Regions from separate parts of the Sus scrofa genome. Here region 1 is linked to region 2. The links are chromatin contacts, called in public Hi-C maps. All regions are on one chromosome and are shown on one strand. Each heading gives the region's core, a stretch centred on a gene start, on an enhancer-like site or on the middle of the called end of the contact. The rest is flanking DNA. Distances are from core to core; before and after follow the strand shown.

Region 1 (5,977 bases), core at 3,159-5,658, 880 kb before region 2:
ATGTCACAGGGAATGAACCATTCTGTCCAAAGTCCACTAAGAAATTTGAGAGAACAGGACGTTTGGGGAGGAGATGGACCATTTTCTAGTAAATCAAAATTTTTACAGGTGATTGGCTAACTACAAATACTATGAAAATATTATTTTAAGGAGGCCCAAGAGTCTAAACATACAGCACACATAGCTTAATATGAAACTATGTATCCAACAAATATTTTTAACTAGAAAGATAATTACAGTTGAGTGGGGGGTGTTATATATGTTCGGAGGATTCACATAAAGCTGGAGAATACAGACATCCACTATTTTTAATCAAAGTATCCTACGAGTGCCCATGATAGCATTTGATGAATATATGTACACAATCATTTAAAAAGATGTTATTGGAATAAATGAGACTTGGTTATACCAGGAATGGAATGTTTACACACTCAAACAATCCAGATACCTCTTTGCAGAAAAGAAAGCTTCTGCTGTAATACAGTTTTAAAGAAAGTACTCTTTTGTTTCTTCAAAGACCCAGACGAGTAAATGATTGTTTACTGGAATTTTGTTCAGCATGCCTTCCAGTTTTCTAAACCTAAAAGTGCCTCATGACACGTGAAAGGAAAGCCATCCGTCATGCATCTATAAGCATGATCCAAAACCATGTTTTTTTGAATGCTGTCTGGCCTATGACCTTTAGAATTTTTAAAGGTTAAATGCTTCGGAAATGATTTTCTAAATGACAGAGTCGCTCTCCAAATTATACCTGGAAACTCCGTTCTCGCAATGAAGGGCTCCTTCATACTGTCTCTTAGGAGGTGCTTAACCTGTGATGAACGCCTGGTGCCTCCGCCTCTCTGATGGGGAGCCAGTTTCTCTCCAGCATCCCTGCTGCTGCTCCAGGACCAGCCATGTGAAAGACCTCACTCTCCGTGTTTCCTGGGCTTTGGCTCTCAACCTCAAACCTTTGCTTACACACTTCCCTTGGCCTCAGTGGCTTTTCCCCCACTTGCACCTGCCCAAACCTTCCCTACCCTGCAGTCTGAAGACAGGTGTGGCTTCCTGACCCCCAGGCCTTACCCCCAGTCAGTGTCATAATTGCCTCTCTGCCACACTCCTCTTCTCACCTGCCAGGGACGCGTAGAGCAGAGCTTGGCTCTGCTGAGCATTTCATTTCCAGGCACCACCACAGACTTGATGGTCTATCGAACTGCTAATTAGTTGAGGATTATGTAGGGAAAAGCCCAGGTAGAGTTGGCCCTTTCAACCCCCAAATATCTTGCTCCTGCAAAATTGAATGTGCTCTCTCTCTCTCTCTCTCTCTCTCTCTCTCTCTCTCTCTCTCTCTCTCTCTCTCTCTCTCTCTCTCACATGCACACACACACACACACCAGGTATATAACTCTCAATCCTCTATATTTACAGTGCTGGGATTTTCCTCGTCTAGTCTCTCTTGCACAATATTTCCAAAATAATCGTTCCCTTGCTAGGTTCAAAAGGGAAACTGAAAGCACTAACAGCCTGAACCTAGCTGGAACACACACTGTTCTCGAACCCAGCCTAAACCCAGGTTAGGACTTGAACCCATGGTTTTAAATTAGAATCGCTCACTGAGGTTCAGGTTCTTCATGCCTCCTCGCAGAAGGATCAGCGAGAGACAAAGTGATAGGCAAGAAATAGATTCATTAGGATTGGACGCTTCTGAGAGATGCAAGTGGGCGGGCATGGAAGCTCTGCCCCAGGATCTGGTGGGCTAGGGTTTTATCATCCAAGGGGAGTGGGGATTGGAAAGGCCCACCTCTTCCTTTCTGGGAGTAGCAGCTCCTCCTTGGTATCTGGTAAGGTGTGTATGCAAATCAGCAGAAGGATGGTCCTCAAACTCCCGCCCTTGGTCTGAATCTGAATCCAGGCCTCATCCCACCCCCCACCCAACAACCTGAGGCAATTCTCATGCCTCCACTAGTCTAGTCGGGCAAGGCTGCCTTGTGCTGATGGCTTTGGGGGCAGTTTATTACCTTACTGTGACCTCCCAACATCCCCTAGGTTTCCCTCTCTCGCTACGATCCTTTGTTGGGACGTCCCCAGCCACCTGCGCCAACTCCGTCCCTATCAGAGCACAGTCTGAGAACTTGAGGTGAGCGCAGTCACTGAGAACTCAAAGCACCGTCTATGTGGCTTTAATCCACCCTTTCCATTCCTAGATTCCACTTTGGCCCCAAAGGAATGCGAGATTTATTTTTACAGCTTCATCTCTCGCCTCCATGAAGCCTCCTGCGCAGGTCAGACACAAGTTACTGCTCTTCTTCATGCCTTTATGGATACTGTCGTCCTAATTCATGTCTGTAGGGCCAGCTCCTTTGGTAGCATCTGAGCATTCGCAGTTGTGGTTTTAAAAACTATTTTTAAAAATTCACACTTATGGAGTTCCCGTCGTGGCACAACTAGGAGCCATGAGGTTGCGGGTTCGATCCCTGGCCTCGCTCAGTGGGTTAAGGATCTATTGTTGCCATGAGCTGTAGCAGACATGGCTTGGATCCTGCATTGCTGCGGCTGTGGTGTAGGCCGGCAGCTGTAGCTCTGATTTGACCCCTAGCCTGGGAACCTCCGTATGACACGGTGTGGTCCTAAAAAGACAGGAAAAAAAAATTCACACATATATCAATTCCATATATATATATAATTATATATGTTATAATATAATTCCATATATATGAATTCACCAAGTGCAAGAACCCTGTTTCACACCAGCTTACAGTTCTGAATGCACCCGGCACTGTGCTTTTGCTGGTAGATGACAATCCATGCAGCTTTTATTTGATTCCTTGAAGTCAGTGGGATAACGTGCTCTTAAGAGGTCAGAAGATGTGATTTTTGGTGAGAGGAATACTAGGGAGATGGAATGGAGGAAAGGCTGATCCTTCATTAAGTTCTGAAGAAAAATGGTCATGTAATTAGGCCAAGCAGGAAGAGCAAACTCAAGACAAAAGAATAATTTGATGGCAGTTCCTTGGTGGCACAACTGGTTAAGGATCAGCATTGGCACTGCAGCAGCTTGGGTCGCTGCTGGAGCGTGGATTCGATTCCTGGCCTGGGAACTTCCACATGCCACAGGTGCAGCAACAAAAAAAAAAAGAAAAGAAAAAAATTGAACCAAAGCTAGACTCCAAAATGTTCACAAAAACTCTGTGACAGGGAAGCATTTTGGCTGGATTGGAGTGGGATGTGTTAGCTCTTGTCAAGGAAAATTAAGATGCCCTAACTTTTTTTTTTTTTTTTTTTTTCAGTAACGGGAAACTCACAGCAGTTCGTGAACATCTCTGGGGTGAGGTTTCATGATGAATCACTTGGGAAAATCTGGAGGTGTCTTGTACAGACCGGCACCCAGATTCTGGAGTCAGATGGTCTGAGGCCCAGTCCCATCTCCATCACTCACGGGCTCTGTGACTTGGGGTAATTAGCCCAGCCTTTCAATGCCTCGAGTTGTTAGCCCCCAAAGGCGGTTATAATCCTATCTCAGACGGATGTTCTCATATTATGGTTATTTTTAAGGGCTTATGGCGAAGGGGGAGGCTGCAGAGGGAGGGCTGTACAGGTTTGGGAGAAGAGCCACCAGGAAAAGAAAGATAGAGTCAATGGTAGTAGCAGCCACAGAGAGTTAATTACCTCCAATCCTGTGTGGAAGTAGCCATAGCTCAGGGAGTTCTCCTGCATCTCCAGCTACAAATAGTGCAAAACAGCATCCTTTAACCACAGAGTAATTGTACGCTAACTAAATTTCAACAAAAGCAACAAAAACCCCGAAATGGTGCTTTACCTGTAATTAAAAGAGTGATATTCAAAATCTTAGTGCAGCTTCTCAGATGTCATCTAGTACAACTTGGAAGCTTAATAGGATAAACGAACAAACAAAAAAGCCCAGCATAACCAACAAACAGCAACAAACAAATCACAGCTCTTTTTGGCCTGAGAATCGGCAATGGTTTTAAGAATGAGCCTCACTTAGCGTAAAATGCCCTTAACATTCACCCAATGTTTTTATTCGTTTTCACATTATTGTGGATTTTTAATGAGATATAGAGATCAATACATATGTAAAAAGACCAGTTGTCCTTTGACCTCAAAAAAATAGAGACATAATTCTTAGGGGGGCCATCGGACCTGACTTGCTAGGCGACACCCAAACTCTAATCAGACTTACAATCTAGAAGGCTGATCCCTCCCCTACCCGTGGGCTGCCTTGGAGACCAGCTAAAGTCACCTGTCACGGGATGTTTCTTTACAACTTCCCCCCACCCCTAAACCACTATCCACCTTCCTAAGAGATTGGCTCCCCCTAACCCTTGAATACTGACCTAGCCCAAGAACAAAGCTGGGCTAGAAATAGAAGCTACCCCATTTCCTATATAACTAACTGCTCCCAAAGCAGCGGGGAGGCTGCGTTCTCTCTCAGCGCTCCTGGCCTGTCTGTTGGTCAATAGAACTCGCTGGAAGTCTTGGCCCTCCTGCCTCTTTCATCTTATGATCTAACAATAATTATCAAGCGTATCTTTAAGGAGCCCTGGCAGAAGCTCTCACTTCCTGTTTGAAAAGACACGGTCATCTGCAGCTCAAATCCTCAACACCCTGCAAACGCAGGGCTTACTTTAAAAAGCACGAGAAAATGTTGCTCTAAGAAAATCATTGAATTTCGCGTTCAGTTTTCATGATTGTTTGGCTAAGCTTCTGACACAACCATGACTTGCCCACATTTCTAAATCATTCAGACTGAAGGGGAAAAAAAAGCCTTTGGACAGAGATAACTCCAAAACATGCGATTGAAAATGTGATATTTTGCAGAGTCAGATAGACTTTTCCTGCTTAGAAAATATGTTCTCTGTAACACAGATGTGTTTTTCAAAGCCTCGGAATTTCCTCCTTTGAAAATATGTTGAGCCAACTGAATTTTTAAAGAAAATAATTATGTGCTGAATTTAGCTCTGCTGAAAGAGCACGCAAGAACTGCAATCATGCTCTTTGTAAGTGTTTTAAAGTTTTCCTGGAGTTTATCACGTGAGGTTGTGCTGAAGGAATCAAGTACCTGGATTAACATAAATTTTGATTTTTAAAAGGATGAGATGGGGCAGAGGTGGAAAAAAAATGTGCCGACATGTTCATTATTGTTAATCCTCAGAATCTGATAACCTCAGTTTATAACGTTCAAAATCCTTTTTGGTCATTATTTGTTATGTGTTTATTGTTAAGGGATCCCTAGTAAACTAAAGATGAATAGTGGATAACTGTGACGATGCTAAGAATGTCCCTTTATGTGTTTCAAGTTTGAGGAGTTACAAATACAGCCAGAAGGAACGATTTGCATTCCCAAGCAGCAGTGTGGATGAGAGTTTCATTTGCTCAGTTCTGGTTCTTTGTTTTTTTTTTTTTTTTTTTTTTAGTCTTTTTGCCATTTCTTGGGCCACTCCCACTGCAAATGGAGGTCTGGGAACCCAGGCTAGGGGTTGAATCTGAGCTGTAGCCACCGGCCTAGGCCACAGCCACAGCAACGCAGGATCCGAGCCACGCCTGCAACCTACACCACAGCTCACGGCAACGCCGGATCTTTAACTCACTGAGCAAGGCCAAGGATCAAACCTGCATGGTTTGATCTCATGGTTCCTATAGTTGGATTTGTTAACCACTGAGCCACGATGGGAATGCCTCAGTTCTGGTTTTTATTGTTGTTGTGCCTATGTTGTGGTAATTCGTTGTGGTTTAATCTGAATTTCTCTCATCCTTAAAGATCTTGAGCATCTTTTCATGTGCTTGTTTGCTATTCATATATCTTATTTGGTGAAGTGTCTGTTCAAATCTTTTGCCTCGTTTTTACCTGCTTCTGCTCTTTCACCACTGGATTTTGAAAATAGTTCTATATTCTGAATTCTAAAGACTTATTAAATACGTTTCTATATAAGTTTCTCTTAGTTTATGGCTTGTCTTTTCCTTAACAGTGCCTTTC
Region 2 (6,352 bases), core at 3,481-5,980:
TATGGTTTTTGTCTTTCTCTGCCTGGCTGACTTCGTATGATAATCTCTAGGTCCATCTGTTTCTGCAAATGGCATTATTTCATTTTTTTCATGACTGAGTAGTATTCCATATGTACCACATATTCTTAATCCACTTGTCTGTTGATGGACGTTTAGGTTGTTTCCACGTCTTGGCGATTGTGATGGGTGCTGCCGTGAACACAGGGGTGCATTATCTTTTTGAATTATGGTTTTGTGAGGATAGCTGCCCCGGAGTGGGATTGCTGGATCCTATGGTAGTTCTATATGTAGTTTTCTGAGGAATCTCCTTGCTGTTTTCCACAGCGGCTGCACCAACTTGTATTCCTACCAACAGTGTAGGAAGGCTTCCTTTTCAATTTATTTATTTTTTAATTCAATGAAATTTATTATATTTGCAGTTGGATGCCCACCACCACAACCTAATTTTAGAACATTTCCATCCCAGCCCCCCAGTTGACCCCTCTCTCCCCCCATCTGTCCCCTGTGGTTCCCATAAGTTTTTCAGAGACTGTGTGAGTCTGTTTCTGTTCTGCAGATAAGTTCATTTGTATCCTTTAAGATTCCACATATAAGTGGTATCATGTTTGCCTCTCATTGTCTGACTTTTCTCACTTAGTATGATACTTTCTCGGTCCATCCATGTCGCTACAGATGCCATTATTTCATTCTTTTTTGTGGCTGAGTAATATTCCATTGTGTGTCTGAATCACATCTTCTTGATCCACTCCTCTGCCAGTGGACATTTAGGTTGTTTCCACGTCTTGGCTACTATTCATAGTGCTGCAATGAACATAGGGGTGCATGTATCTTTGTGAGAGTCGTGGTTTCCTCTGGATTCAATGTCTTTATTATTATTATTATTATTTTGTCTTTTTAGGGCTGTACCTGCAGCCTATGGAGGTTCCCAGGCTAGGGGTCTAATTGGAGCTGTTGCTGCTGGCCTACGCAACAGCCACAGCCACACAAGATCTGAGCCACTTCTGCAAACTATACCACAGCTCACGTCAAAACTGGATCTTTGACCCACTGAGCGAGGCCAGGGATTGAACCCGCAACCTCATGGTTCCTAGTTGGATTTGTTTCCACTGCGCCACGATGGGAACTCCCAATGTCTGTATTCTTGACTACAGTTTTACACTGCATTAGACTCTCCTCCCATCCCTTACAGCGACAGCAGGGAAGGTATACTGTGGGGAGCCTGACTGCCGAGGAAGGAACAGAAGCCTGGAAGGTTGGCAACTTTTCCAGAGTCACTGGGCGTTGCAGCTGCCCGGCTTGGGAGCTCCCAGCCTCGAGGTCTCGGGTGTTGCTGACTCCGATGGCTCTAAATCAGCTCTGATGCCTTCTTTTGGGGTGTCGCCTCGAGGTTTGGTCTCCATTGCCTCGCTCCTTCACGGCTCACCTTCTAACAAGGCAAATGCTTCTTTTTCATTTTTTTCATTTCAACTGTTATTATTTTGTCTGTTCAGGGCCGTACCCAGAGCCCACGGAAGTTCCCAAGCCCACATCTGCAGTTTACACCACAGCTCACGGCAATGCTGGGTCCATAACCCCCTGAGTGAGGACAGGGATCCAACCCTCATCCTCATGGATCCTAGTCGGGTTCGTTACTCCTGAGCCACCAAGGGGACGCCTCCTCCTGAAAGTTCGAGAACCACTGCAGGGTCTGTGGGACAAACGGACAGGACAGGCCTCGCTGGCCTCCTGCGACAGAGGAGACACTAGATGCTTCAATGACAGCAGAACTGGCCAGAAGGAGGCCTAGGTTTCAAGAGACCTTTTCTGTGACTCACTGAACTTCCTCGTAATCAACGTCCACCGTGTTCTTTGATCCGCAACAGAAATGGCAGAATCTGCTCTCCTCAAAGTCAGTTATAAAGTGGCTCCTCTGGGAGTGCCCTTTGTGGCTCAGTGGCTTAAGAACCTGACTAGTATCCACGAAGATACACATTCGATCCCTGGCCTCGTTCAGCGGGTAAAGGATCCTGTGTTGCCGTGGCTGTGCTGTAGGCTGGCAGCTGCAGCTCCCATTCACCCCCGAGCCTGGGAACCTCCATTATGCTGCAGGTGTGGCCCTCAAAAGACAAATAAAAATCATAAATCCACCCTTCCCTCTCTCCTTCCTGTCCAGGGCCGGAGAGCTATTCCTTTCCTTCCCCCCGTGCTATATTTATGGTGTTTCTGGGAATTTAAAAAAAAAAAATCTTGAATCTCCTTTTTCCTGGTATGATTAATTTAGAAAACAAAGTCCCTCGGGATGACTGTCTGGTTCCCCACGAGCGATGGCAGTGCGTCGATCATAAATCCAGTGCACAACCGGGGGCTGATCTCACGTCTTCTGGGGCCTTAAAAAAAAACATCTGCATAGCTGGGGGTCCGGAGAAAACAAAATTAGCAAATACTTTATGTTCTTTCTGTATTTGCCAGTCGTTTCACAACGCCTGTATACGCCTTTGCAAATAACAAGGAGGGTTTTTGAAGGTAAACATTTGGGGCACGAGGTGTAGAACCCCCATGCCTGCCAGCCCCTCTGAGCAGCAGGCTTGTCCTCATCCCCAGTCACAGGAGCAGATAAGCCACAGGCAGCACCTAAAAAGGAGGAGAAAGGAAAAGAAAAAAAAATATGTGAGGAAAACCAGCATCAGAAGAGAAACCGCAAGTGTAACATGTATGAACCATCAAGACACAGAGTGCGCAGCGGACACAGGACACAGAGTCAGACGTGTAGGGCTGATGAATGATCACAGCTGAGGTCAAAGTGTCATGAAGAGGCGGCAGCTGCAGCCTTGCTTCAGGGCGTGGTCCCCATGGCCCTGACCGGGGGGCTTGTTAGAGATGCAGACCACGCCTCACCCTGGCGTGACTAGAACAGAACCCCAGTTCCCCAAGATCCACAGGTGATGTGTTTACCCACTGATGTCCTTGGAGCACTGAGCTAGAGCGCCTGGCGTCTGAAACTTGGATGGTTGGAAGAAAGAAAAAAGAAAGATTGGTGGACTGCCCAGCAGACGTAGATTTAGCTGAACTGAGCTGAACCGGTGGCTTTTAGTGAGTCAACTACACGGGTGAGGGGGTCTCAGTGTTGCAGCTGAGCTCTCGGCAAAAGCAGACATTAGGAGAAAATGAAGAAATATTTTCCCCTTGGAATCCTGTACTTAGTATATAATCTGCCAGTGAAACGAGAGTAAAATGGATACCTTTAGGAGGGCAAAGATTCAGAAAAGTTACCACCCTGGAGCCTCGGGCAGGGTGGGGGCCTGGGAGTGAAGGGGGACCATGGATGAGGGAGGTTATCTGACAGAATAGCAGGAAGCCCAGAGGAAATAAAGAATTACCGTTATAAGATACAAGGAAGAGGAGTGAATAATGAAATAGCAAACCTAGATTAGTTTTCAGGAACTCCTGGTGTATAATTTTAAAATATTTATAACGACTATAAAATGTTTAGTTGTAAATATTTAAAATATGTATAACATAATTTAAAATATTTAGTTTTAATTATTTAAGAGTTATGGTAATATCCTAGGTAATCTCAAAGCAGAAGGTGGCAGAGGGCAGTGAAGACGGAGGAATAAAAGCCTATGTGGACTGGATGTCAACGTTTCCCTCGTACAAACCGAAAGGAGAGGAAAGATGATTTTCCCTCTCCCCTTCTAGGTCTTAAACCCACAAAGATCCCTATCTGGGGACGTGAAAAGGCTGCCGGGCAGCTGAGGCTTATACACCCTCCTGAGCTAAGCACAGGGAAGGGGTCTGGGGCCTTCCCAGGGGAGGAAAGCAATTCACTAGGAGGTGGCAGAGGAAAGGTGTCATTAACAAAGTGTGGTGTCGACCCCGCCCTACAGCCAAGTCTCTAAGGTGAGGAACAGGCTCCCTTTCTAATGTAAATTTCCCTTACAAAAGGGTAGCCTCTCTGTTTTCGAAGCTTCTCCCGGGTCCGCAGTTTCGCAAAAATAACCAGCTCAAAATAACCCTTATGCCAAGAGGCATATTTTGGGGCGGCTATTCCGCCGCCCAGGACACACCTCCCGGCCCCTGACTCTGGGGATGGAGGTGGCCGGGGTCGTGGGATAAGGAGGGCCAGGCGGAGGGCGGGTCTCTGCGGCGTCTCCCGGCGGGGAGGCCCGGGAGGAGCCTGCAGGTGCTCGCCGCCCTGCCCCAGCCGCCAGCCACCGCCTCGCCCGCCGGGGGCTGCTGTCCGGCGCGAGTTCAGCTGCGCCGGGCCTCCGGGGAGAGGTCACTCCGGGACACGCGGCGGCGGCGGCCCAGGGAGGGCGGGGCCTGGCAGGGGCGGGGCCGGGCGGGCGGGCCGGCGCGCGGATTGGCTGCAGGCGCGGCGCACGGGCTGGTCAGCGCGCGCCCCGCCCCGCCCCACCGCGCTGCACGCCGCGTTCACGTGGCGCCACCCCAGCCTGCCCCGCGGCGCGGGTGCTGCACGTGGGCGCGGCGTGCATCCCGCGCTGCCGGCGGGCGCCCAGGGCTGGCTTCGCGTTTCCCCTCCCCGCGGCCTCGTTTCCCTTTCCGGCCAGGGGGTTTTTCCGAGAAGGCCTGGGAGCGGCCGTGGGTTGTCAAACCGCCCGAGGAAATAGGCCGGCAGGTGGCTCGCCGAATCCAGGGCGGGGCGGCATGCGCGCCGCTGAAAGGGAGGGGGAGCCGGGAGGCAGGCGAAAGAGTGGGAGGCTGCGTTAGCGCATGCTGTGTTTTTATCTAGCGGAGGTAAACAGTGCAAGTGCCTGGCGTTGTTTTTTCCTGCCTGGCAGAGAGGTACCAGACCCGCTGGTGCTGGACGTGATGTTCCCTTTAACAGTATGTAAACAGCCCGCACAGCCGCCCTGGGGAAACGCATCCCGAGGGTGGGTGGGGGGGCGCTCAGTGAACCCCGGAAACTGCCGGCACCTCTTGCATGAAAGCTCTCCCGGCCCCTAGGTTCCCCAGGTGCCGAGCTGCGAAACTCCGCTTCCCTCCTCCAGGGCCTAGAATGAACCGGGATCCTGGTCATGCCTGGCCCTTCCTTAAGGGGGTATGGAGTTAACCTTCAGAGAGTGACTCAGCTAGTGGAGGGTCTGGAAACCACGTCATGTGAGGAGGGGTTGAAGAACTGGGGTGTTTAGCCTACTCAGGACAGGCCCCAGGCTCACCTGAGCCCAGATAGAAATATGTGAAGGGCTCTCAGGTGAACAAGAGATTGCACTGGGCTCGTACTGCCTGAGGGGCAGAGGGACAGAACAGAGATGTTTACGAGAGGGGAATTTCAGGTCAATTACAGAGAAGGGGCACGAAAGAACGTTGTTGGAGTTTTCTCCAGGAATCTGGTACAGCGAGGCGTTTCCATATCAGAAGAAAAATGGTGGAGCCAAGATGCAGGCCCTGATCTGCCAGGCTCCCCTAGCCTTTGCCTTTTCGTGATGCATCCGTCTTAGCAGAGTGGGGGTAATGTCAGTGCCACAGAGCTTCTGCTCTGATAGGGTGCCCTGAACTAGAAGACTCATCAGGCCCTGCTAACTGTGTCACCTACTCTCTACCTCGGACGAAGGGGGAGGTTGTCCTGGGCTGGACAAGGATGCCAGGGCTCCCTGAGAAGAAGGTGGCTCACCAGCTCATCAGCAAGTCCGCTTTTCCAGCAGGGGCACACCTCTGATCCATTGTCCCGCCACACTTGTTAAAACAGTCTTCACTTTGAGTCCAACACAGGCGATCACAGTATCCAACTGCCCCCACCGTTGTTCCTGCTTCCTGCCCCTTTTGAAACTGACAGCACAGACGTCTGAACCCAGCCAGGACACAGATTGGGACTTAAACCCACAGTTTTGTTTTTTGTTGTTTTTTTTTTTTTTTTTTTTTTTTCTTTTTGCCATTTCTTGGGCCGCTCCCGCGGCATATGGAGGTTCCCAGGCTAGGGGTCGAATCGGAGCTGTAGCCACCAGCCTACGCCAGAGCCACAGCAACGCGGGATCCGAGCCGCATCTGTGACCTACATCACAGCTCACGGCAACGCCGGAACCTTGACCCACTGAGCAAGGGCAGGGACCGAACCCGCAACCTCATGGTTCCTAGTCGGATTCGTTAACCACTGCACCTCGCCGGGAACTCCAAACCCACAGTTTTAAATTAGAATCGCTCACCCCGTGTCTGGACTCACTGAGTTCAGGTCCCTCCTGTCCCCTCGCAGAAGGATTCAGCGAGAGACGAAGTGATGGGCAAGAAATAGATTATTAGGGTAGGACGCTTGTGAGAGATGCCAGCGGGCAGGCACGGAAGCTCTGCCCTGAGGATCTGGTGGGCTACAGCTTTATCCTTCAAGGGGCCTGGGGGTCGGAAAGGCCCGCCTCTT

The links. Hi-C and Micro-C count contacts between places; a contact is called where the count stands out from the background.
Region 1: a Hi-C map of retroperitoneal adipose tissue shows a contact between it and region 2, with 10 times the contacts expected there. The contact joins two enhancer-like sites. A contact is called at or near these places in 2 of 47 Hi-C or Micro-C datasets (liver and retroperitoneal adipose tissue).

What each region holds. Positions count from the first base shown.
Region 1 is chr10:65,711,547-65,717,523 of Sscrofa11.1, reverse strand. No RefSeq gene overlaps it. Among named protein-coding and RNA genes, the nearest start is that of AKR1E2, 21 kb to the right of the region's middle. Within about 2 kb of position 4,408, at least 1 of the 83 cell types and tissues checked has an H3K27ac peak or open chromatin away from gene starts, as enhancers often do. A contact at or near this core is called in retroperitoneal adipose tissue, where this site is marked.
Region 2 is chr10:64,836,464-64,842,815 of Sscrofa11.1, reverse strand. The region is part of intron 1 of PFKFB3 (6-phosphofructo-2-kinase/fructose-2,6-bisphosphatase 3); the gene reads left to right. Among named protein-coding and RNA genes, the nearest start is that of PFKFB3, 19 kb to the left of the region's middle. Within about 2 kb of position 4,730, at least 67 of the 83 cell types and tissues checked have an H3K27ac peak or open chromatin away from gene starts, as enhancers often do. A contact at or near this core is called in retroperitoneal adipose tissue, where this site is marked.